Linked DNA regions of Mus musculus: all the other regions are linked to region 1. A link is a contact called in public HiChIP or PLAC-seq and promoter capture Hi-C data. All regions are on one chromosome and are shown on one strand. Each heading gives the region's core, a stretch centred on a gene start, on an enhancer-like site or on the middle of the called end of the contact. The rest is flanking DNA. Distances are from core to core; before and after follow the strand shown. Region 1 holds the start of Pygl (liver glycogen phosphorylase). Region 2 holds the start of Sos2 (SOS Ras/Rho guanine nucleotide exchange factor 2). Region 3 holds the start of Psma3 (proteasome subunit alpha 3). Region 4 overlaps Frmd6 (FERM domain containing 6). Region 5 holds the start of Frmd6 (FERM domain containing 6). Region 6 holds the start of Pole2 (polymerase (DNA directed), epsilon 2 (p59 subunit)).

Region 1 (3,836 bases), core at 510-3,009:
CTTCCAAGCTCTTCTAAGAAGAGTTATGCAACATGTTTGCTGCTACTCTGCCCTTGTATAGGAAGGAAGAGTCAGGAGAAAAACTAACCATTGAACCAGGAAGATTACCCGTGGAGCAGAAACAACCTATCTCTCTGTGCTGGGATGCTAAATGCTACAGAGTAGCGGTTGCGTTTGTGTGTTTCCAAAATGTTGCTCCAACTCAGGCAAGTCCTGTACCACCTCTAAAAAATTCTAACTCAAGGTGCAGCTTGTTGTACGGATAAAAAGACACAGTCATGAATGTGGACCTGAAGTCTTTTCTAAGCAAAGGTTTAGAGTTGGAAGGATACAAATTAGCAGTTGTCCTGTTTGGGTAGCAGTCTGCTAGGCTCTTAGAACCACAGTATCTTACTATAGGAGTTTATCCCTCAGTCTTGGAAATTTCCTATAGTTCTCAGGCACAAATGGTAGAGATAGATTTTCTCGATGTTCTTATGTATTTAGAAACGCCTAAGTAGTAAGTATGTATCCGCATTTCCCATTGCCACCAGGGTCTGCTGTTCATCTTTTCCAACTTAACTCCAAAGCCAGTTTTTCCAGCTTTCTCTTCCAAAACATTCACCACACCATCCCCCATAAGGCTGCTGCCGCCTTGCACTCTCCCTGTCCGCTCCTCCCCAACCTTTCACATTAGCTCTGGTTCTCTTCCAAGACTGGTCATGATGGGGTGGTGTTCCTCCACATGTCCACCACCCCAGAGACTCCGCATTCTGGCCCTTGGTAGAAATAGGAGCTGGTTGCCTAAATGTGGTGTCCCCCACATCTCTGGGGCCTCCACAAGGCTTCTGGAAGGGAGAAGGGTGTTTTTACAGGGATAGCTTCAGGTGAGTCTCTTGGCAAGGCCCATCAGGCAGTCAGCACAAAGTTCAGGAACTGCAGTCTCCACTCGGTCTGGGCCCTGGGCCGGGACCTCCCCCATCTTTGTTGCACAGCTAAGCTAGGCAGCCCTGAGGCCTGGGCAGGGTCACTATTAGAGGAACTCTAAACTTCCCTCTCCTTTCCTTAAACACTAAGCTTGACCCTCTAAGGCTAGGCTTTTGTATGTTTTTGTTTTCTGTGCCCCTTCCCGGCCCCCTGGACCTGAGCGGATTGTCAGGGCCCCCGGAACCTGGACGGATCACATAGGAGGCGCAGGATCCCCCTTGGTTAAGTGCTGAGCAAACTCCATAGTTTGCTTAGTTCGCCAGAGAGGGAAGCGTGGGCTCTTGCCACCAGCTGGTCTCCGGATCTCACACCACAGTGGAGCCCTGAGGATGGCACACCGCTGTGGGGGAGGTGGAAGGGATGGCCGAGCCTATGTCCTGCTGCTGGCCTAGACTTCGAGACCAGGACAGGGAGTGGAGGGGAGGGGGGACAAACGCCCTTCGCCTGGTACCTTGGGACACTTGTCGTAGTAGTGCTGCTGTGTACGGATCCAGCGCCCCACCAGGTGGTCGCGCACTGTGTGCGCAAGGGCGAAGTAGTAGTCGCGGGGGGTGGCCACATTGCGGTCCTTGACCAGAGTGAAGTGCAGGTGACGGTTGAAACCCTTTTTCAGCTCGGCCACATTCTCTACGCCCACGATGCCTCGGATGCTGATCTGCCGTCGCTTCTCCTGGTCGGTCAGGGGCTTTGCCATGGTTGCGGGCGGAGGGAGCACAGAACGGTCTCCGGGCTGCAGGACTGGCCTCCTCCCTTCCTTACTTGCTGCTTTTGAGACGCTGGGGAGTTGGGGATCCGCCCCTCTCCGGGTTCCCGCCCACCCGTGGCTCCCAGAGTGACGCCCCCCCAGGGGGGCGTGGGAGCCCCAGGGCGGTGCTGCGGCTGCGGGCACCGCCCCTCGGCCGCTCCCAGAACGTCCAGGTCACGTAGTGCGCAAAGGCTCTGACCGCGTCTCTCGGTGTGGAAGGAGGCCTCGGCTGGCTCGCTTGTTGAGTTCCCAGTAAAGCCATTGCCTCTTCTCAGTGGGTTCCACGGTTGCTTCCCAGGGTGACATTGTAGGGTCAGTGTGATTTAACCCTGATTGCCCCGGTCTTGCTTCCCAGTTTTTAGGCATAGTACTATCCTGGGTTCTAAGGGGGCCTTGGTTGGTTGGTTTATTTATTTTTTTTCTGAGGACGCAGGACTGGGGTTTCTTGACTCCTAGGCCCAGGCTGGACTAACCCACAGTAGTTGGCCACAGTTGGTGTAAAAGTCAAGGGGTCTGTTGAGAAAGCTTTAGTCTCAGTGGGGGACAAGACTTCGTTCGATTTGAGACCCCTTGTTTGCACTGCTCTTTGACCAAATGAGGCATAAGGATAAGAGGGCGTGGGGGAAGGGGAGGGAGGGAGAAGGAGAGAGCACTCCAGGAACCAGTTGTCCCGTGTTCAGGAGACATACTGGTGTGTGATCTTTATACCAGATCCGAATGTGATGGTGTTTAAACTTTGGAAAGGTAAACATGAGGCATTTTAAGATGTCAATTTTTTTTTTCTCAAAATGTATGTACTGTACGCGTGTGTCCTCAAATGTGCACACAGACACGTAGTGGTCCAGGGTTGGTTCTCTCCTCTCGTGATGGTTGCTGGGATCGATCCAGAGCGGTCAAGCTTGGCAGCAGATGCCTTTACCTGCTGAGCCATCTAGAGGGTCCGTGTCAGCCTACCTGCCTGCCTTCTTTCCTTCCTGTCTATCACTCCTTTCCTTCTTTCTTTTCTTTCTTTTTTTCTTTCTAAACAAAGCTAACTATTAGAGGCCAGAGAAGGAGTTTGGTTACTTAATTCATATAAACCAGCTATTACCCTAAAAGTGAAAGTTTTACTGTCACAGATCTAACTGCGGTTTCAGATCCTGGTCCTTCCAGCTTCCAGGGTTTTGGCTCCAGCCTTTGGGGCAGATGAAAACTAAGTGGCTTCATGCAATGGCTTTGAGGACAGCATGGTCCTATGAGACAGGGTAAGGGTTGGATTTGATTGAGCCAGAGATACCCAGAGCTGAGAGTGAGTGCAGAGTTTGGTCAGAATGCTTGACTTAAAGCTAAGAGGCTGTGAGCATCCACTTCTGTATTTGCCAGGTATTGGCATAGCCTCACAAGAGATAGCGATATCAGGGTCCTGTCAGCAAAATCTCATCTATTGGGTGGAACACAGGACCCCTAAAGAAGGAGCTAGAGAAAGTACCCAAGGAGCTAAAGGGGTCTGCAACCCTATAGGAGGATCAACAATATGAACTAACCAGTACCCCCCAGAGCTGTGTCTCTAGTTGCATATGTAGCAGAGGATAGCCTAGTCAGCCATCAATGAGAGGAGAGGCCCTTGGTCTTGCGAAGATCATATGCCCCAGTACAGAAGAATGCCAGGGCCAGGAAGTGGGAGTGGGTGGGTTGGGGAGCAGGGCAGGTTGGGGGGAGAGTATAGGGGACTTTCGGGATAGCATTTGAAATGTAAATGAAGAAAACATCTAATAAAAAAATAAAACTAAGAGGCAAATGATGAAGTGGGAAGGAAATCCCAGTGAGCAGGTCCTTTGGCAGATTGCAAAACCTAGCTTTTTTTTCTTTTTAATTTTTTTAAAGTTATCATTTTTGAATTCTGTGGTAATGAGTCTTCATTGTGAACTTGACTGGAGTTGGAATAATGGAGTACCAGGCATGCCTCTGGGTAGTGATGGTGTTTTCAGAGATGAGGAAGGAAGACAGATGTTGAAGGTGGTTGGTGCCATTGGCACCGTCCTGTGGGAAAGGGTTCTGGAATGAGTAAAACAGGAGAAAGCAACAGTGCTCGCCCCTCTATGCTTCCTGACTGTGGTGCAACGTGGCCAGCCCCTCGTGCTGCCAC
Region 2 (3,840 bases), core at 991-3,490, 550 kb before region 1:
ACATAAATGTTGTCCATGGCATGAACTTCAATTCCATAATGCTAAGTTAATAAATTAATTTTAGCTGCTTTTAACATTCACCACAGAAGATGACATTCCTCTGGATGTGTTTTTTTAATATGCAAAACACTCCATTACTATGAAGTAATATATTATCTACAAACACAACACACAAATGCACAGTTCCAGGACCAAAGCAAGAGATAGGGAATGGATATTAGTTCTGGTTTTATTTCTGATCTACTCTGAAAAATTAAATTTGTATTTATGCACCAAGGATTATGTAGAGTCTAAGCCACCTTTTGCTATCAAAATTACGAATGTGTATATACTTGCATCACATGCCAACAAGGGTCAAGCCGATACACCCATTGCCATTCTGGGAGGTAGAAGGGTTAATTACTATCCACGTATTTCCCCTTTGCGTTTGATTCAAAACAGAATTATCACTATTCAATGTGCTTTCCATTTCCACAGAGTTCTTTTTAAAGACATGATTTGGTGTGTGCCCCCAAGGAAACCAGTAATCACCTCCTTATGAGAATTATGACAATGGAAAATTTGAAATTCTGAAGAATACAAGGAAATGTTTTTACCATTAAAGTGGACTTGTCTTTCCACTCCTAGACATGTATGATGAATTCTTTTTCAAGTGCAGTTGTTGTTGTTAGTGTGAGTCTGTCTGTCTGTCCGTCTGTCTGTCTGTGAGTGTGTACGAGTGTGTGTAGGGAGTCAGTTCTCTCCTTCCCCCCTGGGTTCTGCACATGAACTCAGGAACCCAAAAGGTACTTTTACTCCTTACATCTTACATTCTCCCTCAATTGTGGTATTTTACCTAGTGGAGGTTTCTTATTAAAGTGTGTGTGTGTGATATATGTGTTAGTGGCATGTGTGTGTGTGTGTGTGTGTGTGTGTGTGTGTGTGTGTGTGTGTGGTGAGGGCCTGCATGAAGGCCAGGACAGCTTTGTGGAGTCAGTTCTCCCCTATCACCTTTACGTGGATTCCAGGAATGAAATTCAAGCCATCAAGCTTGTGTTGTTGGACCGCAAATCACCTTCCCTAACGAGTCTCTTGCTGGCCCAGAGCAACAAAGAGAATGGCATAATTACCTAACTTCATATAAGACTAGCACCAACCAATCGGAGACACGCACCCTAGCAATGTATCTAATCTCCAAAGATTGATTAGCAACGAGCCACCTCCCCCCCCCCGCCCGCCCCCGCAACTGTCCCTTAAAAGTGGTTATTGCAAGTCCTCGTCGCTGTGAAGAAACTGACCACATTTTGTGAGGCAATCTTTGTATTCAGGTAAGACTTCTGCAGGAAGTGGGGAGGCGCTTTAGATTCACCCCAAGAGCTGGAGAACGAATACTATGACTCACTGACACTTCACACATGGGAAACACACATCCATATTAGCGAAAACAGCACAGCCTCAACAGGCGAATGGGCGAGCGTAGCAAGCAAGCCGCCCGAGGCGAGCACCCCCAGCCCCAAGAACTTAATTCAAAGTAGCCTCTCGGTCCAAAATTGCGCATTTGTTTTAGAAACGAAAAAAACCAGTGGGACTCTGTGTTGCCAGAATCCAGCCTGAGGACAACGCATTGGTCAACGGCGGAAGTTGCCTGACGAAATGACTGTAAGATGAAATCCAGTTTTATGATCATAACAAAACCTTCCTTCCGGGACCAGGCCAAAAAAGAAAGTTGAGAAAACGTCCTTCGGGATGCAACAGGCAATTAGGAGCGCCCGCAGCCCGGCCAGAGAAGGCTCGGCCGCGGCACGCGGGGCGGGCGCGAGCCGTGCTCCCCGCTCCTCGCTCTCCCCGTTACAAGTTGTGCGAGCTCCGGGCCCGGCCCCCCAGCCCGTCGCCCCGCGGCACCTCCCTCGGCCCCAGCACTGACCTTCCGCAGGGCCGGGACCAATAGTCCCCGCCATTTCGGGCTGTTTTCTTCGCTGAAGAACTCGTAGGGCTGCGGCGCCTGCTGCATGGCCCCGGCCGCAGCGCCTCCGCATCGGAGGCCGGGCCGGTGGCCTGACAGGCAGGGCGCCGGCCGCCTCGCCTCGCCTCGCCCCGGCCGCCGCCTCCCGCCCGGGCCGCAGCTCCGGCCGAGCGCTCGGGGGCGGCGCCGGCGGGCGGGCGTTCGCCGAGGCTTGGCGGCCCCGCAGCCCCGAGGAAGCGCGGCGGCCCGAGGCGTCCTGCTGTCCCCGCGGCGCCGGCCCGCTGGCCCGAGGCTCCTCCTCCTTTGTCTGGGTGCGCAGCGCGGGGCACCGCCGGCCTCGCCCCCGCCCCGACTCCCGCTACGGCCGCGGCGGGCAGACAGCGGCGGCCCGCAGCGTCCTCATCGCCTCCCCCGCCCTCCGCGCAGCCGCCGCTACCGCCGCCGCCGCCGCCGCCGCCACCGCCGGGTCCGCCCGAGTCACCTCCAGAGGGCCCTCGGGGCCGAGCGGGCGCGCGTGTCCGGCGTGCACGGCACTGGCCGCCGCCGCCGCCGCCGCCCCTCCAGCCCCGCCGGCCGCCGCCGAGCGCCCGGTGCCTGCAGCGGCGGCTCGGCTCGGCTCGGCCCCGCGCTCGCTCTCCCGAGTCTCTGGAGAAGACCAGCACGGAGCATGCGCGCCGCCGAGCGGGCCGAGGCGTCTGGTGCGGGGCCCCGGGGCCGGGAGGGTAATCGGTCTCTCCTGGGAACGTGCACGGGGCGGGGTGGCTCTTCCAGACGAACTCGGCAGCGTTCCGAGTCCTGGCAGACAATCCTGATTCGGTACAGCCCTAGGGGACCCCCGAGCCCGTGACTGCAGCTCTGGGAGGCAGAACACAGATGTGGGGAGAAAAGGACATTTGGGCTGATAGGATATTTATTTAACGTGTGCTCTGTGTGGCTCCTTTGTATATTTAGGTGATAGTGGCTATTCATAAAGTCACATTGTAGGGTCATGGGAAGCTCTTAGCGCACGTTGAAGGGCCAGATGACTTCAGTTCGAGGTCTTTCACCTAGAGTCCCTATGGATCAAAAAAAAAAAAAAAAAAAAAGTATCCAAAAACTTTCAGATATTGTTCTTAGGTTAATCATGTTCAAATCCTTTCCACTTAAGGTTCTACAGAACCTGGATCCTGCGATACAGTCACACTAATTAGCATTAAAAAAAAAAAACCTAAAAATCCTCTGTCCCTATGCTTTTTTAAGTTGAAGGGGCATGTACTTTGGAAACTTTTTCACTAACCCAAATTTCATCCCACTAAAATCGCTGAACAGATTGCTCCCAACGGGCTGTAAACAGTCATGCTGCCAGCCACCGAAGTGAGGAAGGGAACAGAAGAACAGACTGGAAAAGATAACTTGTGTAGTAATTTCAGCTCCAGAATCAGTGGGTGAACATTGTTCTCCCCCAAACACAACACCATTTTGACTTCATAAAGTAAAAATGGCAACTAAATACTTAAAGAGATCGGAGGTTTCCGTTTTGTTTTGTTTTTGGTTTCTTTTTTAATCTAAGTATCCACAGTGTTTAAAAAAAAAAAAGTCCTCTGGGGCTGTCGAGGAAAAGGTACCTGCTTCGCTTCCCAAGGCTGACAACCTGCGTTCCACCCCTGGAACCCACGTGAAGGAAAGAACCGGCTTCGCAAGGTTGTTCCCTGACCTGTCTACATCTGAAATGTGGCATATGTGTGTCCTCGCACACGCGTGTGCCTACATAATAACACTAAAGTTGTTTCTAATAAAAGTTCTAAAGTTGTCTTCTAATAAATGGCCATGTTCATAGTCCCATGTACTAAATACACTCTGGTTTATAGAGAAAGCTTATTTTTCCTAAAGTTCCTAGACCCTAGCTATAAAACACGAAG
Region 3 (3,345 bases), core at 609-3,108, 750 kb after region 1:
TGGGTGCTGTGACTCAAACACAGGTCCTCCAGAGGAGCAGCCCATGCTTTTAATTGCTGGGGCATCTATCCAGTCTCAGCATTAACATCTCCTAAGAATACAAAGATTGTAAACGCTGAGGTTGATGGCATGGCTCAAGGGTTAAGAGCAAAGAAACTCACAGCCACTTGTAACTCCAGTTCCAGGAGATTCAAAGTCACCCTCTGTTCTCTGTGGTCACCTGTTCTCACGTGCACACTTCCTCCCCTCAAACATGTAAAAATAATAAAAATACTACTACTAAGCAACCCTTTTTCCACACTCGGAGGGAGGCTGAAACACAACGAATGAAATGTGTGCTGTTGGTTTTTCTTTTCTTTTTCCTTTTTTTTCTTATGAAAGACATTACCTAGGCTTGGAGTGATAAACCAGGGTTGTAATTCCATCTTTAGGTAGAGGCTGAAAGATTAGGAGTTCAGTGCCATCTTTGGCCAGCCTAAGATACTTGAGACTGCTTCAACAAAACAACGAACCAAAATAAAGTTGATTGATAGTGGGTTTTTAAAAATGTGTTTTTATTGATGTTTGTTTTGTTTTCTTTTTAGACAGGGCTCTTATATTGCAAGCTGGCCTCCCGTCCCTGCCTTCTGCATCACCCTGCTGGAAAATATTTTCTAGCTATATAAAATAAAAGTCTCCAGATATTTATTTATTTTGTTTTTTTGAGACAGGGTTTTTCTGTATAGCCCTGGCTGTCCTGGAACTCACTTTGTAGACCAGATTGACCTCGAACTCAGAAATCCGCCTGCCTCTGCCTCCCGAGTACTGGGATTAAAGGCGTGTGCCACCACGCTCGGCTCAGATATATTTTTTTAAATAAAAATATTTCTAACGTTGTATTTACAATTGGGATTTAAAATCCACCCACCACTAGGTCAGGTTCCATGCCCACTCCTTTGATTTATCTGTTGCCCTCCCTCCACTTAATACTTAAGATCATAACCTGATAGTTGTTAGAATGAGCCGAGCAACTGGAGTCCCCCAAGCCACCTTAGCCTTTCCTAACGCTAAGTCTCATAATCTTCCTAGTAGGAATGAAGATATTCTAAAGAAGCTCTTGTGCTCCTCTTTTTGATAAGACTCCAAGAAACTGGAACTTCTCCAGGAATTACATGCTGGGTGAAAGAAGGCTGAAGCCTGCCTGGTTCCAGCCAGAGGGACAGCTTTCTCTCACACATAGATTTCACACCACCTTGCAGGAGAGGCTAAAGTTGAAACCATGATGGAAAAGGTATCACACCTTGACCGAGGCTGCTTAGTTATGCACAGCAGTTGAACCAAACGTCATGTTCGGACTCTGATGATGAACTTGGTCGGAGGATGGGGGGGTCAATTGCCTCCTTTTGTTCCTTTTCCTTTTTTTTTTTTTTTTTTTTTTTTTTTTTTGGTGTTTTTGAGACAGGGTTTCTCTGTGTAGTCCTGGCTGTCCTGGAACTCACTTTGTAGACCAGGCTGGCCTCGAACTCAGAAATCCGCCTGCCTCTGCCTCCCGAGTGCTGGGATTAAAGGCATGCGCCACCACGCCCGGCTTTGTTCCTTTTCCTAAGGTGGGTTTTTCCTTCCCCGACTTTTAAGAATTCCTGTCTGTGTGGGCTACAGAGGACAGGTGCCCAAGCCTGTCCTCCTTAGGATTATTAGCTACTTAGGACTATTAGGAACTAGGCTCTGACCTTAGCTCTTCCAATACCAGTTTCAGTTGACACAGTAGCAACTTCTCCAGGGAACCGCCTCTATGGTTTCTGCGCACGCGCGCTCTCTGCTTTTTTTTTTTTTTTTTTTTCCCCCTACAGTTTTCGTCCCAGCCCACGGAACAAGCCGCAAGAGGAAAGGCTATTGGTGGAGAGCGCAGCCAATGGGCGAGCCTGTTACTAGCCTGCGCCGTGTGCGGCGTAGGAGCGGCGCTTGAGGCCTGGAAGCGTTCCGCGGCCTGCCGGGTCAGCACCATGAGCTCCATCGGCACTGGGGTGAGTCTCTCCGCGCCGTCTCTTCCAGTTCGGGGTTGAAGGCAGTGAGGAAGCCCGGCTGCGGCTCGGAGGGCCGCTGGATCCCCGGCGCTGCCCGAGTCCTGGGGACCCGCGGCCTCTGTCTCGGTGACCCCGGCTCCCGCGGCGGTTCGGGCCGGTCCTGTCCGCCCCCGTGCAGCGACAGCCCCGGGTGCTGAGTCACTTTAGTCTCATGCTTAAGGAAACTGAAAGTGGAGACTCGCGGGCCTGCCGCAGTGCGAGCTCCCCGGCTCGACCCTCGAACGGCCCCTTGCAAGCCCCTGCTGGTCGCAATGCCTCGGCCGGATCGCCGAGTGCGTCGTGCGGCCGCCGCCGGCCCATGCAGGTGCTGCGGAGCTGTGTGCTGCGGTGCTGCTGACTCACAGGCCTGCCCGGGCTTCCCGGACGGAACCTAGTTAGTGGACGTTCCCTGGAAACGGGACACCACCTAGAAGAAAGGCTGGATCTCATGAGTCCTTGCCTTTCCTTTGCGTTCTGCTTTTCGCGAACAAGCTATTTTAAGCGAGTCTGTAAGCATTTAAAGGGTTATCTATGGGCCTAAGCGCCTCCGATTTGTAAGGAGTATTGAGGATTTGCGAGCTGGACTTTAATTTGTTGGGGCTAAATACACCCAGTGTGTGCAGCGATTTACCCCACCTTTCCTTTGTCTCCATATAGAACTACTTAACAGTCTCGATTATTTGCAGTAGAGGTAATGAATGAATAATGCGTTTCTTGGTTATCCTTGTTTCCCCCATTATTTTGATGCTCACCAAGTGTGGTGCACCCCTTTAATCCTAGCACTTGGGAGGTAGAGGTAGGAGGATCTCTGAGTTCGAGGCCAGCCTGGTCTACTTAATGAGTTCCAGGACAGCCAGGACTATGTAAAGAGACCCTGTCTTTAAAACAAAACACGCGCGCGCGCACACACACACACACACACACACACACAAACAAAATAAGATTTGCTGCTCAGAATTAAACTCGCATACTGTGTTCTTATGCTTAGAATTAAGTGGTTACAAGATATTAATACTATGTAATACTTTTGGGATAAGTGCTCAATAATATGTCTCAGCAAATTGGCTTTGCAGTTGTAGTAATGTTATCCTCTGTCAGTGGTCAATCCATGTGGAATATTTTAATATGAAAGTAACCCTGAGTTTTAGGAAGTTTCACGGTTGAAGGCTTGTTTTCTGGCTGTCTTCTAAGAATTGTAAATACCAGTATTTGTCAGTCATTTTGGGCCATTTGGTTTTCTTTTTTTTAACCCCTACTGCTGGGCAGTTGGGAAGGCCAGCCGAGGGCCTCAAGAGCTAGTAGG
Region 4 (3,847 bases), core at 789-3,288, 660 kb after region 1:
AATGCCGGTTATTAACATTCACCCCGTTGTCATCTTCAGCAGTCTGCTGTAAGCAGTAGGGAAGCGCTTCATCTTCAGGATCTTGAGGGTGAGGCAGGTTCTAGGACAGTCATGTTCTCCGTGGTAACATTCAAAGAGTTGCAGTCCCTGTCATCTGTGTCTGTTTGGAGGTCACTGAAATCCACAATTTTACTGAGCTCTGAAGCAATTGAGAAAAGTGGACCAGGAAAAGCGGCAGCTGGGGACGTTGTAGACATACATTCCTCCCTGCAGACGAGAGGGCCTGTGCAGATGAAGGGCCATCTTAGCTTGTTGGCCTCACACTGGCTCCTCACAGCCTGCCACTCAGAAGGCCCAACTCTGCATAGTTGCTTGGGTGTCATCTGCTCTGGCCTCGCTCACATGTAAACTGCAACATGTTCTGCCCACACTCCACACCACTGCTGCCATGGTCTGGACCTTTTCCAGAACTGTGAAAATCAGAGCCAGGCCATGGTGGCGCACACCTTTAATCCTAGCACTTGGGAGGCAGAAGCAGATCTCTTGAGTTCGAAGTCAACCTGGTCTGCAGAGTGAGTTCCAGGACAGCCAGGGCTACACAGAGAAACCCTGGCTCAAACAAAACAAACAAACAAACAAAAAACTGAAACTTGTGACCCAGTTTGCCCTCTTCATGGCCCAGAATCAGTAGTGATGTTAAGACTCTCTAGGGCACCGTGATCATCGACTCCTGAAACTCACACCACATCACTCTTAGTTAAGATTTTGTTGAAGATGACAGATCTCTCAGCCTCATTCCTTTCCTCAAGGGATTTTTGATCCTGAGATTCTAGCCTGGAGAGAGGAATCCATTTTGACCAGTTTCCCAGTGCAGTCTACATGTGTGACCTTGAGCTAGTGACTCGGTTTCTCTCATTCATTCTTGGACCGTTATAGCAAGCTTTTCACTGTAGATGTCTTGTGAGGATTAAATGAATTGATGCCTGCTTAGTGCTCAGATATTGCCGTCCCAGCATTGGGGTCCAATAAATTGAAGAACCAATGCTTTAAAAGAAAACGCACAGTCTATTTGTGAACTACAGTCCACTGGTGCTTGGCCTCAGCTCCATTTCTTATTTGCTACATTCAGGTGTTAGGATTGCTTCTGGAGGGAGGGGTCTCCTATGCTAGGACAAAGACGATGAACACGCCCAACCCAACCCACCCTCCAGGTTTCCCAGAAACCCAGAGTTGGTGTCCCATGTCCTTTGACGGCTCTGATGAGGAAACATGTCCCTCAGAGGATGGTCAGTTGAGCTTCACACGTCTATAAGAATCTTACTTTAAATATAAAGGGGAATTTGGCAGTTTGTAAAGTTTTCTGCCACAGTCTGATTAGCATGTTTCCTCCACAGGGCAAGAAGTTTGAGATTTTGCCAGATGGCCTTCCCTCCGCCAGGAAGCTGGTCTACTACACAGGGTGTCCCACGCGCTCCCGGCATCTCCTGCAGCTCCTGAGCAACAGCCACCGCCTCTACATGAACCTGCAGCCCGTCCTGCGCCACCTCCGCAAGCAGGAGGAGAATGAAGGTGAGACAGTCATGGTCATGGCGGCATGAGTCCCAGTCCCTCATGGGGAAAGCAAAGGGTGGCTTGCCTCAGCTGGCCTCTCTTTATGAGATAGAATTTCTCTGTGTAGCCCTGGCTGTCTCGGAACTCTCGATGCAGACCAGGCCTGCCTCTGCCTCCTGAGTGCTGGGATTAAAGGTGTGAAGTACGGTGCCCAGCTGCCTCTGCTGGCCTCTTTCTCTACCTGCCAGGAATAGGAAAATTTTAAGAACCTCCAGAATGGGATTTTTAGAGACATGGACCAGAACTTGAGAGCCAAGTTGCATTGAGTTTGCAGTCCTGTAGGGATGACCGAGCAGCTCCTCCACCTCATGTGTTTAGAGTTTCTAGCCCCTGACTTGAAAAGCTTGCAATGGGCTAGGGTGGAAGCCTTCTGTACCCGAGTGCTGAGTGTTCCTGTCTGCAGCTGTCTGCAGGAAGTTGTAATCCCTTCCAGTGTGACGCTTTCCTTAGCCCCAAGTGAGAGTGAACATAGACCACAGCTTCTCTGATTGACAGCAGGGAGACCCTCAAGCTGACCCTATAATAATAACAATGGAGAAGGCCTTTTCCATCCAAGGACTTTGCCCAAGCCCCTGTCAAGGCTTTGAGGAGATGTGCTGGACCTGAAGACGATCTTTGAGGTCCTAGCGCTGTTCCTGAGAAGGGGCAAGCTGTGCTGTGGGAGGAAGGAGCCCATGTTGGGGGCCTGTGGCTGCTGACGAGTTTAGCAGTTTCTGTCTTGGTCATCAGTTATGGCGCCCTGGGCCTCCTCCACTTAGTCAACACCAGCTTCTCATCCCCAAAGGCCTTGTCACATATTTGCTTAGAATTGCTTTCAGTTTGTTCCGCAAAAATCCCATTGTGGTCATTGTCACAGTAATCAGATTAGAGATGGAATGTCTGCCTGGGCCCTGGGACACAGTGACTCCTGCTTTAGGACTCTATATGAAACAAGTGCTGACCAATGCTCCCATGGAGAGCAGGGGCTGTCCTCCCTCTAAAGAAGACGTGACGTGCATCTGATCAACTTTTCTAAAGCCAGACATGGCCAGATGTGTGTGAAGAATCCCTGACTGTACAGTGATGAGAAGGCGAGTCACCCACTCCCTGCCGTCTGCACTGTGACTCTTCTGTGGCAGGAGCTAGTAGCACTGTGAGGTGTAGTGGCTTCTACCGCAGACTGCCCGTTTTTCCCAGATTGACTCACCTCTGGGCTGACATGAACACTAAGAGGAATCCAGACAAATGTACCAAGAGGGAGCCTGTGAGACAGATGAGCCAACTGGGTACAGAGCCCATGGTTGTTTTCCAAATGTAGCTCATTGCTAAGTGGCTACCATGGCACCTTAAAAGGTTCATCTGTCCCATCAGCTCTCAACCCAAAGCATTTAGTAATGCAGATGACCTTAAGGGGAGCCCTTGAGAGTCTGATCTTCCCTGCAGAGATAAGGTAAAAGTTGAGAAAGATGCTGAGGTCTTGGAGGCCAGGGCATCATCCCTTTAGCGTATTGGGAGCTTAAGTGAGCAAATGTCTGTTCACTCTGCCACCATAACAGAACACCCCAGGCTGCTGATGCATAGAGAATGTCTGGCAGGGACTTCCTGATGCATCATCCGAAGGGCAAGGAGCAGGCACAGGAGAGTCTAGGAGGCCTCTCCCACGGCGGCGGCAGCAACAGTGCTGTTCCTGACAGAGCTCCCACAGCCTAGTCACCTCTGAACAGCCCCACATCTCACTCTGACACAGCACTAATGAAGTTTTAGCCTGAGTTTGAGGGGGCATTCAGAGCACAGTAGGGGTGGAGGAGTGATAACGGTGTAAACTGCAGTGCTTATTTGGTGAGTTTAAATAAATGATAGAGACAGGATTCTTACAAAGAAAATATGTTTGTTTGTTTGTTCATTTGTTTTACTTAGAGGTATCTTCAGATCTGAAGAAACTGTCACACCAAGTTTCTGTGAGCTAGCTTTGCTGCAGATCCACTAGTCCACCTGTAGTCTGGATTATTTTAACCAGAAAAGCCCTTTTATGGCATTAGTTGAGCATAAAAAGAAGGAGTGTTCTTACATTTCACTTCTATGTACCTTTCTAAGATACTGCCGTCTCGCCATTTTTATAGACGGTGATCACAAGAACACTGCCGTGGGGGTAAGAGGGGAAGAAAGATGCCTTGAGTCATGAAAACAGTTACAGTTAGGCTGCAGTTCCTAGAACATCCATGGGTCGCAGGCCAAGAAGCCACACTTACTACATTAT
Region 5 (3,417 bases), core at 219-2,718, 600 kb after region 1:
GGCTAGTTTTTATGTCAATTTGACACAAGCTAGATTATTTGGGAAGAGGGAACTTCAACTCTTGAGACCTGCCCCCAACCACACTGGCCTTTGGTGAATTTTCTAATTGATGATTGATGTCAAAGGGCCCAGCTCACATGGAAGGGAGAGGGGCTACAGTCCCTGGCTTGGTGGTCCTACATACATAAAGAAGCAAGCTGAGCCTGGCCGGTAAGAAACACTTTTCCACGGCCATGCCGGGTTTCTGCATTGAGTTCTTGTCTTGATTTCCCTCAGCGACGCAGTGTGACTTGAGAGCTGTGTGCAGAAATAAACGCTTTGGTTTGGTTTGGTGTTTAATCACAGCAATCAGCTATTTCAAATACAGCTTCTATGGGGTATCAAGTGTTCTTCCTCAGGTGTCTGCACCTACATGAAAAAGCTAGAATCTCAGATTCTCCTCACTGGAGCAGCACCATCCACAAAACACTTAGAAGCTTGTAACTGTGGGTGGCAGTGCCCCCACCACACACACACACTTAAGCTGCTAGACACCTAAGCAGGTCCAGATAGGTGCAGCACAAACAAGTGGACTTCGCTTCTTTACCCGACTACCAAAAGGAGCAAAGAACCCTCCATTCCTCTTGGGATCTTTGGGGTTATTGAAATCTTCTAGGGCTGTCTTTTGCACTGCTCACAGCCAAGCCGGCAACCTTCACCAAGGGTACACATCATTTTGAGGGCCACAGGCAGCGGCTGTTTCAACCTGGGGAGACAGACTGAGCGGGGGCGGATGGGCTTAGGCGGCACTCACAGCCCACATGCAGGATAAAAACCGTGAGGTCGAAGTGGGCGCCTGACGGGAGGGGGATAGAGGAATCACGAAATCTCCTCTTCTCGCAGGGGCCGCCCCAGTTCAGATTTATTAAGCCGCAGCTCACGTAAAACAACCACCCCCAGGTAACCCGTCTAGGCCTGTGAGGGAGAGGCTAGGGACTAGGGTGTGCGGGAGGATGGGGGGGGGGGGGGCATGAGCGGAGAAGGGGACCATTCCGAAGGAGGGGAGGGCGGACAGTCTATTACCCTCGCACCGAAGCCTCTGTCCCTTTGGGAAAGGCATGCAAAGCATATCTCACTCTATATAACCCACTTGAGCCCGACTCGGTTATCCGATGTCACCCGCGTCCCCTGGTCCCTGGGTCTCTTCACCCCTCCGCAGGACTCTTGGTTGGGTCCGGGGCGGAGCGGGGCGGGGCGGGGGGGGGCAGCGCTCCACGTGCAGCCGCGATCACCCCAGCTCTCTGCTTCTTCCGCTGCTCGGTCTCCGCCTTCAATTTGGGGCGGGGCGGGGCCTCGAGCAGGGAGGGCGTGTCTCGGGCGGGCCGTGGGCGTGAACTCGAGGGGGCGGAGCGGAAGGCGTGGGCGGGGGGCGGGGCAGCTGCAGCGTTGGTCTGGCGGCAGCAGGAGTGCTGGGAGCTGCGAGTAGGCTCGGCGCCGCTGGAGCAGACGCCGGTTGTGAGTCGGAAGCCTGGCGCTGTCGACTTTGGAGGTACGCGCGGGAGCGGGCGCCGGCCTGCTGGCCCCCTTTCTGGGACGGCGCGCCCTGGCCGCCGCTGTGCCCCCTGCTGGTCTAAAGTGCGATTCCCGGCTTTGCCGCTCTCGGCGTCTTTCTTCTTTCTCACGGGGCTCTGGGCGTCGGGCACCGGGCGGGCAGGTCGCCTCTCCGCGAGTTGGAGCTCGCCCACGCCGGGGCGGGAGGCCCGGGGCCCCCGGGCAGCCTCGGCCGCGAGGGAAGCGCGGAGCTAGGGGGCTGGGCTCTGCGTTCCTGCGCCCCGATCTCCGAGACTCTGGCTCGAGGGGTGCCTGCCTGTAGCGCCCCGTCCGTAACTAGCTGGGACGAGCCGTGAGTCCCGCGTACCCGAGCGATGTGCGGTATTGCCTGTTGTGCGCGCAGGCCGGACAGCCCACTTCGGGAAGGCACCCCAGCGCGTCTGTCCGGTATCCCCGCCAGTGCCTAGTGTGGGAAACCCTGAAGGGGGCCTTGGGGACACACGAGTCCCGGGTGCGGCCTGCAGAATTTTGGTTTCTGGAGGAACTTAACACGACCAGGTAAAGGAGACCACTAGCCTCCCCTCCGGGAAAGCGGGGATGTGGACAGCTCGGGGCCACCCAAGTGAAGTCTACAGGATTTAAACAACACTTGGAGTTCTAGAATGGCTTAGCCTGATGGTGGAGCGCTTTCTTAAAGGCAGGAATGGATGGAAAGCTGTCAAAGCAAGCACATTTAAAGTTGAGATAAAAGCTGGAACAATTTTCAGACCGTACAGTTGTGTGGCTAGTGTCGGAAGAAATTCTGGCTCAGTGGCCCCCTTACACCTTTGGGGGATTTGTTTATTTATTTATATAAGCGGCCAGTCTGTTTTGCTAGCATTGCACCCCGGGAGCTGTGTAGTGCCCACTGCGAGGAAGGAAAACTTGTGCAAGGATTCTCGGCGCGTTTGAACGTGGAAGGGAAAGCGTACCTTGCCAGATTTTCCACGCATGATTCCCCCCTTTCTTTGGACCGAGTGGTGTTTGTTTACCGGTCTTCGAAGCATCCACCTACATTTAGTTTTTGCACGAAATACCCACTGTTGCCACAGTGTGTAGTTTGGGGATTAGAGAATGCTTTTGGAGAAAACTGCTAGTGGCTTCATTTTCCAAGAATGTAAGTCATTTCCTTTCTGTGGTTTCAGGGAGTTGATATTTCACAGCATCAAAAACTCTGTGGGGAAAATTTTCCGTAATACATCTGTCATTTAAAAGGCCTGTGACTTTTGAGTTTTCTTAAGAACAGAGCATAAATTTAGGCCCGACTTTGTTGAAAGGACAAAAAGAGTTTTTGTTTGTTTGTTTTCTCTTATCCCGAATCTAGAGCATTGAGAGTGCTGTAGAAAGTTGTAACAGCCAAGACCTACAAATGGCTTGCAGGATGGAGAGTGGGGGAGGGGAAGAGAGCAGAATGGAGCAGGAAAACAGATGCCTTTTGCTTCGGTCCTTTGTAGTAAAACTTCTAGCACCTAATCATTTTCCTTGGGTGTGGTTTTGAGAAATTATAGTTTTACGTTAAAAATGAGAATACTCCACAACTGGAGGTGGTTGACATGGAAATGTGAGGGTTTTAAGGGGAGGGTATGTTTATAAACATACTCACTTAATATTTTATAGTAAAGGAGACCTCTGGTAGATTATTGGATGGCGAGGGTCCCCCCGGGGATATCCTATATCAAGTTATCTGCAGGATATCTTCTCCAGAAAGCAGACTGACTGTAATAAGAACTACCCCCCCTTTCCCCGCCCACCTACCAGCTTTGAGTGGCTTACAGAAATACCTGCGATCTGACACAGTCACAGCTCTTGCAGGGCTCAAAACATTTTGAGCCAGGCAAATCTTCTGAC
Region 6 (3,789 bases), core at 166-2,665, 1.0 Mb before region 1:
GCAACCACATGGTGGCTAACAGCCATCCGCAATGAGATCTGATGCCCTCTTCTGGTGTGTCTGAAGACAACTACAGTGTACTTAGATATAATAATAAATAAATCGTTTTTAAAAAAATCTAAATGAGATGGGTACACTGGACATGTGAGATGACCCTGTCCTGACTGGAGTGTATGAGACTCAAAGCCGAAACTCTGAGTTAAGTTTTTGTTTGATTTTCTAGACAGAGTTTCTCTGCATAGCCCTGGCTGTCCTGGAACTCACAGAGATTCACCTGCCTCTGCCTCCAGAGTGCTGGGATTAAAGTTGTGCTGGATAGCTGGCCCACAGTGAATGCAGGCATGAGTGCCATTGAGTCTCTAAATCAGAGGGTAATCTACTACACAGCACTAGATAACACACTGTCTTCCCACAGGAAAAGTCCCATGGCGTTTAATTCCACACACGGTGCTTTGAGGCTAAAAGACTTGAGTGTATATCTCAATGAATCAATTAATGAGCTTCCAACAGCTTTATAATAGTACATTTTAAGGGAAAGGAAAGGAAAAGCTATTGCTCAATTAATCCTCTCTCCAAATGTCAGGAATTAACCAAATTAAATTCATCACTTTCTCCCTGGGTAGACCCAGGTTGACCCTTGGACACTCCTGGGCAAAACGTAAAGCTAAAAGGTTCATAAAGTTCACAGTTACGAAAACAAAACATTCACACTCTGACTCAGAAAGCTATACGGATCTCAGCAGGTACTTAAACGGAAAGTGTATTATAAAATGTAAATTGTAATATGAGATTTCTTGGATATGTTCATTTTTAAAGACTGAAAAGACACACTACAGCCAGGAAAACCTCCTTTGGGGGCAAATTGTAAACTAGGAAATCTAAAAAAGCCAAACTAAAAACACGTTTAAAATCTATCCAAATTTTACTTCTCCAGGCAATAATGAAAATTCCACACAGAGACGGGTTTGGAAGACTCATACTCTACAATATAAATCGCCAACAGACACGCATATGGATTCACCCATGTCTCTCCTTCTCTGACACGTCTCTCTGTAACTTCCAGAAGTAACACTGTAATGATTCCCATTCTGCAGAGGCGGGGACCTCCGTTGATCAGAAGCCAGCACGCCCCCAACTTCCCCGCTCAGTTCGGCGTCAGCGCGCAGCTCCGCCCAGCCTGGAAGTAACATTCGCACCCGGCGCCAGGATCGCGGAAACCCAGGTAGGCTCTGCAGCCTCAAATGCACCGGAGAGACATCGCCTCTTATGACAGAATGTTCTAGATAGGGCATTGCGGCGGGTCAGGTTACCTCGAGACTCACCTCCTGAGCAGCAAGCCCCGCAGCTTGAAAGCTGAGACCGTGCGGCTCCGCAGCCGCTCCGGCGCCATGTTCGCGATTTGGCGCCACCGCCGACGCCCCGCCCCCTCCTGGAATAGACACACCCCTTGTCCCGCCCTTATATTCTTGGGCTGGTGAAATGGATTTTTTTGGCCTTACTAACTGCAGGGCCTCTGGGAATCTCAGACCCTGCCTAGGGAGTGAAGTAGGAGTGGTCAGAGTGGGAACAAGCTTCCTTTATCCCAAAAGCATTTTCTGAACACTCAGCTTCCCGGACACTCAGCTACCCTCTTCTACTCTGACTCTACCCAAGCTTCCTGCACCCAGAGTCTTCCCTTCCAGGGCTATGAGAGTTGTAGAGCCGTTGTTTCCCGGTTCTACACATGCTCAGGAAATACTGTGTTTTCACCGTTTTCGATCACTCCCATCCGACCAGTTTTAGTTGAGGGCCTCTCCACGATCCGCTGTCATCATTTAGCAGTCCCACTTTTTTCATGACATACCTTCTTTTTTTTTTTTTTTACTGGTGGAGTAACAAACCCAAGATTATAAATGGTTGGTATGAGGTGAATTGCCAGTGCGGTGGAGCTGCTCTTGAATCGTTATTCTCAGTCCTACAAGTAGACTCAGTAGAGCACATCTTAAAATGTTCCCTCTTGCTGAGTGTGATGGCACATGCCTTTAATCCAAGAACTCAGAAGGCAGAGGCAGGGGGATCTCTGTAAACACCTGGGCAACTTGTTCTAGAGAATGAGTTCCAGACCAGTCAGTGAATCACAGTGAGACCTTATATAAAAATCCATCCATCCATCCATCACACACACACACACACAAACGCACACACACACATATACTTGTGCTGTTGAGATGAATAATCAATTGGCTGTTTATAAATAAGCATGCAACTTTACAGGACACAAGAAAGCTCTGGGCATAAGACCACAGATCTATAATCCCAGGCCTCAGAACGGGGAGGTGCAAGGATTCAGGAGGCAAAGGCCATCTTTGATGTCACAGCAAGTTCAAAGCAAGCCTAAGATACCTGAGGCTTAGTGGGAGTGGGAGAGGCAAATAAGCCAAAAACTTGAATGATTTCTACAACGGTATAAGCAATTATCTCTGGGGCGTATATTTAAGATCTTTCTGAAAAGGAAAACAGTAAAAAGAATGCATGTGTATATTTGCTTGATTTTGCATTTCAAAACTTTTGAAAAGTTAAACTAGACAACAAAGAGAGATCCCAGCTGTGGTGGTTTGAATAAAAATGTCTCCCGTAGGCTCTGGTGTGTAAACACTTGGTTCCCAGTTGGTGGCGCTGTTTGGAGAGATTCAGGTGGTGCAGTTGTGCTGGAGCAGCTGTGGTGGCTTGAATATGCTTAGCCCAGGAAGGGGCACTATTAGGAGGTGTGGCCTTGTTGGACTATAGGTATGGCCTTGTTGGAGGAAGTGTGTCACTGTGTGGGTGGGCAATGAGACCCTTTTAGCTCCCTGGAAGCCAGTCTTCTATTTGTTTTCAGAACAAGATGTAGAACCCTCAGCTCCTCCTGTCCCATGCCTGCTTGCACACTGCTATGCTCCTGCTTTGATGATAATGGACTGAACCTCTGAACCTGTAAGCCAGCTCCAATTAAATGTTGTCCTTACAAGAGTTGCCTAGGTCATGGTGTCTGTTCTCAGCGGTAAAACTCTAACTCAGACAGTAGGCTTTGAGATTGTATAGCATCACCCCACTTCCAGCTCTTTTTCTCTGCTTTGTGCTTGCATTTGAAGACAGGAGCTCTCAGCTTCCTGATTCTGCCATTTGTTGCCATGACTCCATAAGTAAAAGTGCTTGCCATGCAAGCCTGAGGACCTGAGTTCTAATCCCCAGAGCCTACATAATTCCAGATGTGGTGCTGAGAATCATCAATCCCAGCATTCCTATAGCCTAATAGAAGACAGAGACAGCAGGAATTTTGGAAGCTCATGGGCCAGCAACAGTGAAAAACTAAGAGACCCTGTCTGAACTGAATCGAGGTAGACGACAAGGAAAGACTCCAGTGTGTCCTCTGACCTCCACATGTATGCTGTACTGGCACATACAACACACATACACACACACACACACACACACACACACTTAAAAAGATTAAACTTAGCCGGGCGGTGGTATACACACCTTTAATTCCAGCACTCGGGAGGCAGAGGCAGGCGGATTTCTGAATTCGAGGCTAGCCTGGTCTACAAAGTGAGTTCCAGGACAGCCAAGGCTATACAGAGAAACCCTGTCTCAAAAAGCCAAAAAAAAAAAAAAAAGATTAAACTTGTCCTGGGTGGCGATTATGCCCCGCTCTCTCGGGGGTATAGTATATGCATTTCTCCACTGCAAGAGTATGTCCTGGGTGAGCATATTACTTGGACATACCCTGCACACCAGCATTGGAGAGCTGTACTGAGAGTGCAAACTGTA

Evidence for each region. Promoter capture Hi-C pulls out the DNA fragments that hold promoters and counts their contacts. HiChIP or PLAC-seq counts read pairs in DNA pulled down with a chosen protein or histone mark.
Region 2: a promoter capture Hi-C map of liver shows a contact between it and region 1, with 2.9 times the contacts expected there. The contact joins the promoter of Sos2 here to the promoter of Pygl in region 1. A contact is called at or near these places in 1 of 39 promoter capture datasets (liver) and 1 of 115 datasets of contacts at active chromatin or transcription factors (memory CD8 T cells).
Region 3: a contact with region 1 is called in a promoter capture Hi-C map of liver, with 2.4 times the contacts expected there. The contact joins the promoter of Psma3 here to the promoter of Pygl in region 1. A contact is called at or near these places in 1 of 39 promoter capture datasets (liver) and 5 of 115 datasets of contacts at active chromatin or transcription factors (astrocytes, bone marrow-derived macrophages, embryonic forebrain and 2 more).
Region 4: a contact with region 1 is called in a promoter capture Hi-C map of embryonic stem cells, with 4 times the contacts expected there. The contact joins the enhancer-like site here to the promoter of Pygl in region 1. A contact is called at or near these places in 13 of 39 promoter capture datasets (3T3-L1-derived adipocytes, the HPC-7 cell line, cranial neural crest and 8 more), 9 of 484 Hi-C or Micro-C datasets (Th1 cells, bone marrow-derived macrophages, cerebellar granule neurons and 5 more), 4 of 115 datasets of contacts at active chromatin or transcription factors (acute myeloid leukemia, bone marrow-derived macrophages, embryonic midbrain and 1 more) and 2 of 9 other capture datasets (adipose tissue and liver).
Region 5: a contact with region 1 is called in a promoter capture Hi-C map of liver, with 3 times the contacts expected there. The contact joins the promoter of Frmd6 here to the promoter of Pygl in region 1. A contact is called at or near these places in 6 of 39 promoter capture datasets (the 3T3-L1 cell line, cranial neural crest, hippocampal neurons and 2 more), 2 of 484 Hi-C or Micro-C datasets (LSK cells and pre-megakaryocyte-erythroid progenitors), 3 of 115 datasets of contacts at active chromatin or transcription factors (astrocytes, bone marrow-derived macrophages and memory CD8 T cells) and 2 of 9 other capture datasets (adipose tissue and macrophages).
Region 6: an H3K4me3 HiChIP or PLAC-seq map of bone marrow-derived macrophages shows a contact between it and region 1, with 4 times the contacts expected there. The contact joins the promoter of Pole2 here to the promoter of Pygl in region 1. A contact is called at or near these places in 1 of 39 promoter capture datasets (pre-B cells) and 1 of 115 datasets of contacts at active chromatin or transcription factors (bone marrow-derived macrophages).

Annotation. Positions count from the first base shown.
Region 1 is chr12:70,225,924-70,229,759 of GRCm38.p6, forward strand. It overlaps Pygl (liver glycogen phosphorylase), which reads right to left and starts at 1,760. Exons shown (of 20, transcript NM_133198.2): 1 at 1,418-1,760. The coding sequence starts at 1,660. It overlaps F730035M05Rik (RIKEN cDNA F730035M05 gene), which reads left to right and starts at 1,918. Exons shown (of 5, transcript NR_045174.1): 1 at 1,918-2,455. It overlaps Gm38467 (a long non-coding RNA gene), which reads right to left. Exons shown (of 3, transcript XR_381644.4): 3 at 3,429-3,730.
Region 2 is chr12:69,679,612-69,683,451 of GRCm38.p6, forward strand. Sos2 (SOS Ras/Rho guanine nucleotide exchange factor 2) reads right to left here and starts at 2,241. Exons shown (of 23, transcript NM_001135559.1): 1 at 1,904-2,241. The coding sequence starts at 1,990.
Region 3 is chr12:70,972,765-70,976,109 of GRCm38.p6, forward strand. Psma3 (proteasome subunit alpha 3) reads left to right here and starts at 1,859. Exons shown (of 11, transcript NM_011184.5): 1 at 1,859-2,003. The coding sequence starts at 1,983.
Region 4 is chr12:70,888,538-70,892,384 of GRCm38.p6, forward strand. Frmd6 (FERM domain containing 6) reads left to right here. Exons shown (of 14, transcript NM_028127.3): 10 at 1,395-1,569. Among named protein-coding and RNA genes, the nearest start is that of Gm32664, 13 kb to the right of the region's middle. Within about 2 kb of position 2,039, at least 51 of the 459 cell types and tissues checked have an H3K27ac peak or open chromatin away from gene starts, as enhancers often do. A contact at or near this core is called in Th1 cells and muscle stem cells, where this site is marked.
Region 5 is chr12:70,824,046-70,827,462 of GRCm38.p6, forward strand. It overlaps Frmd6 (FERM domain containing 6), which reads left to right and starts at 1,469. Exons shown (of 14, transcript NM_028127.3): 1 at 1,469-1,528.
Region 6 is chr12:69,226,775-69,230,563 of GRCm38.p6, forward strand. It overlaps Pole2 (polymerase (DNA directed), epsilon 2 (p59 subunit)), which reads right to left and starts at 1,416. Exons shown (of 19, transcript NM_011133.2): 1 at 1,323-1,416. The coding sequence starts at 1,390. It also overlaps a transcript of Klhdc1 not described here.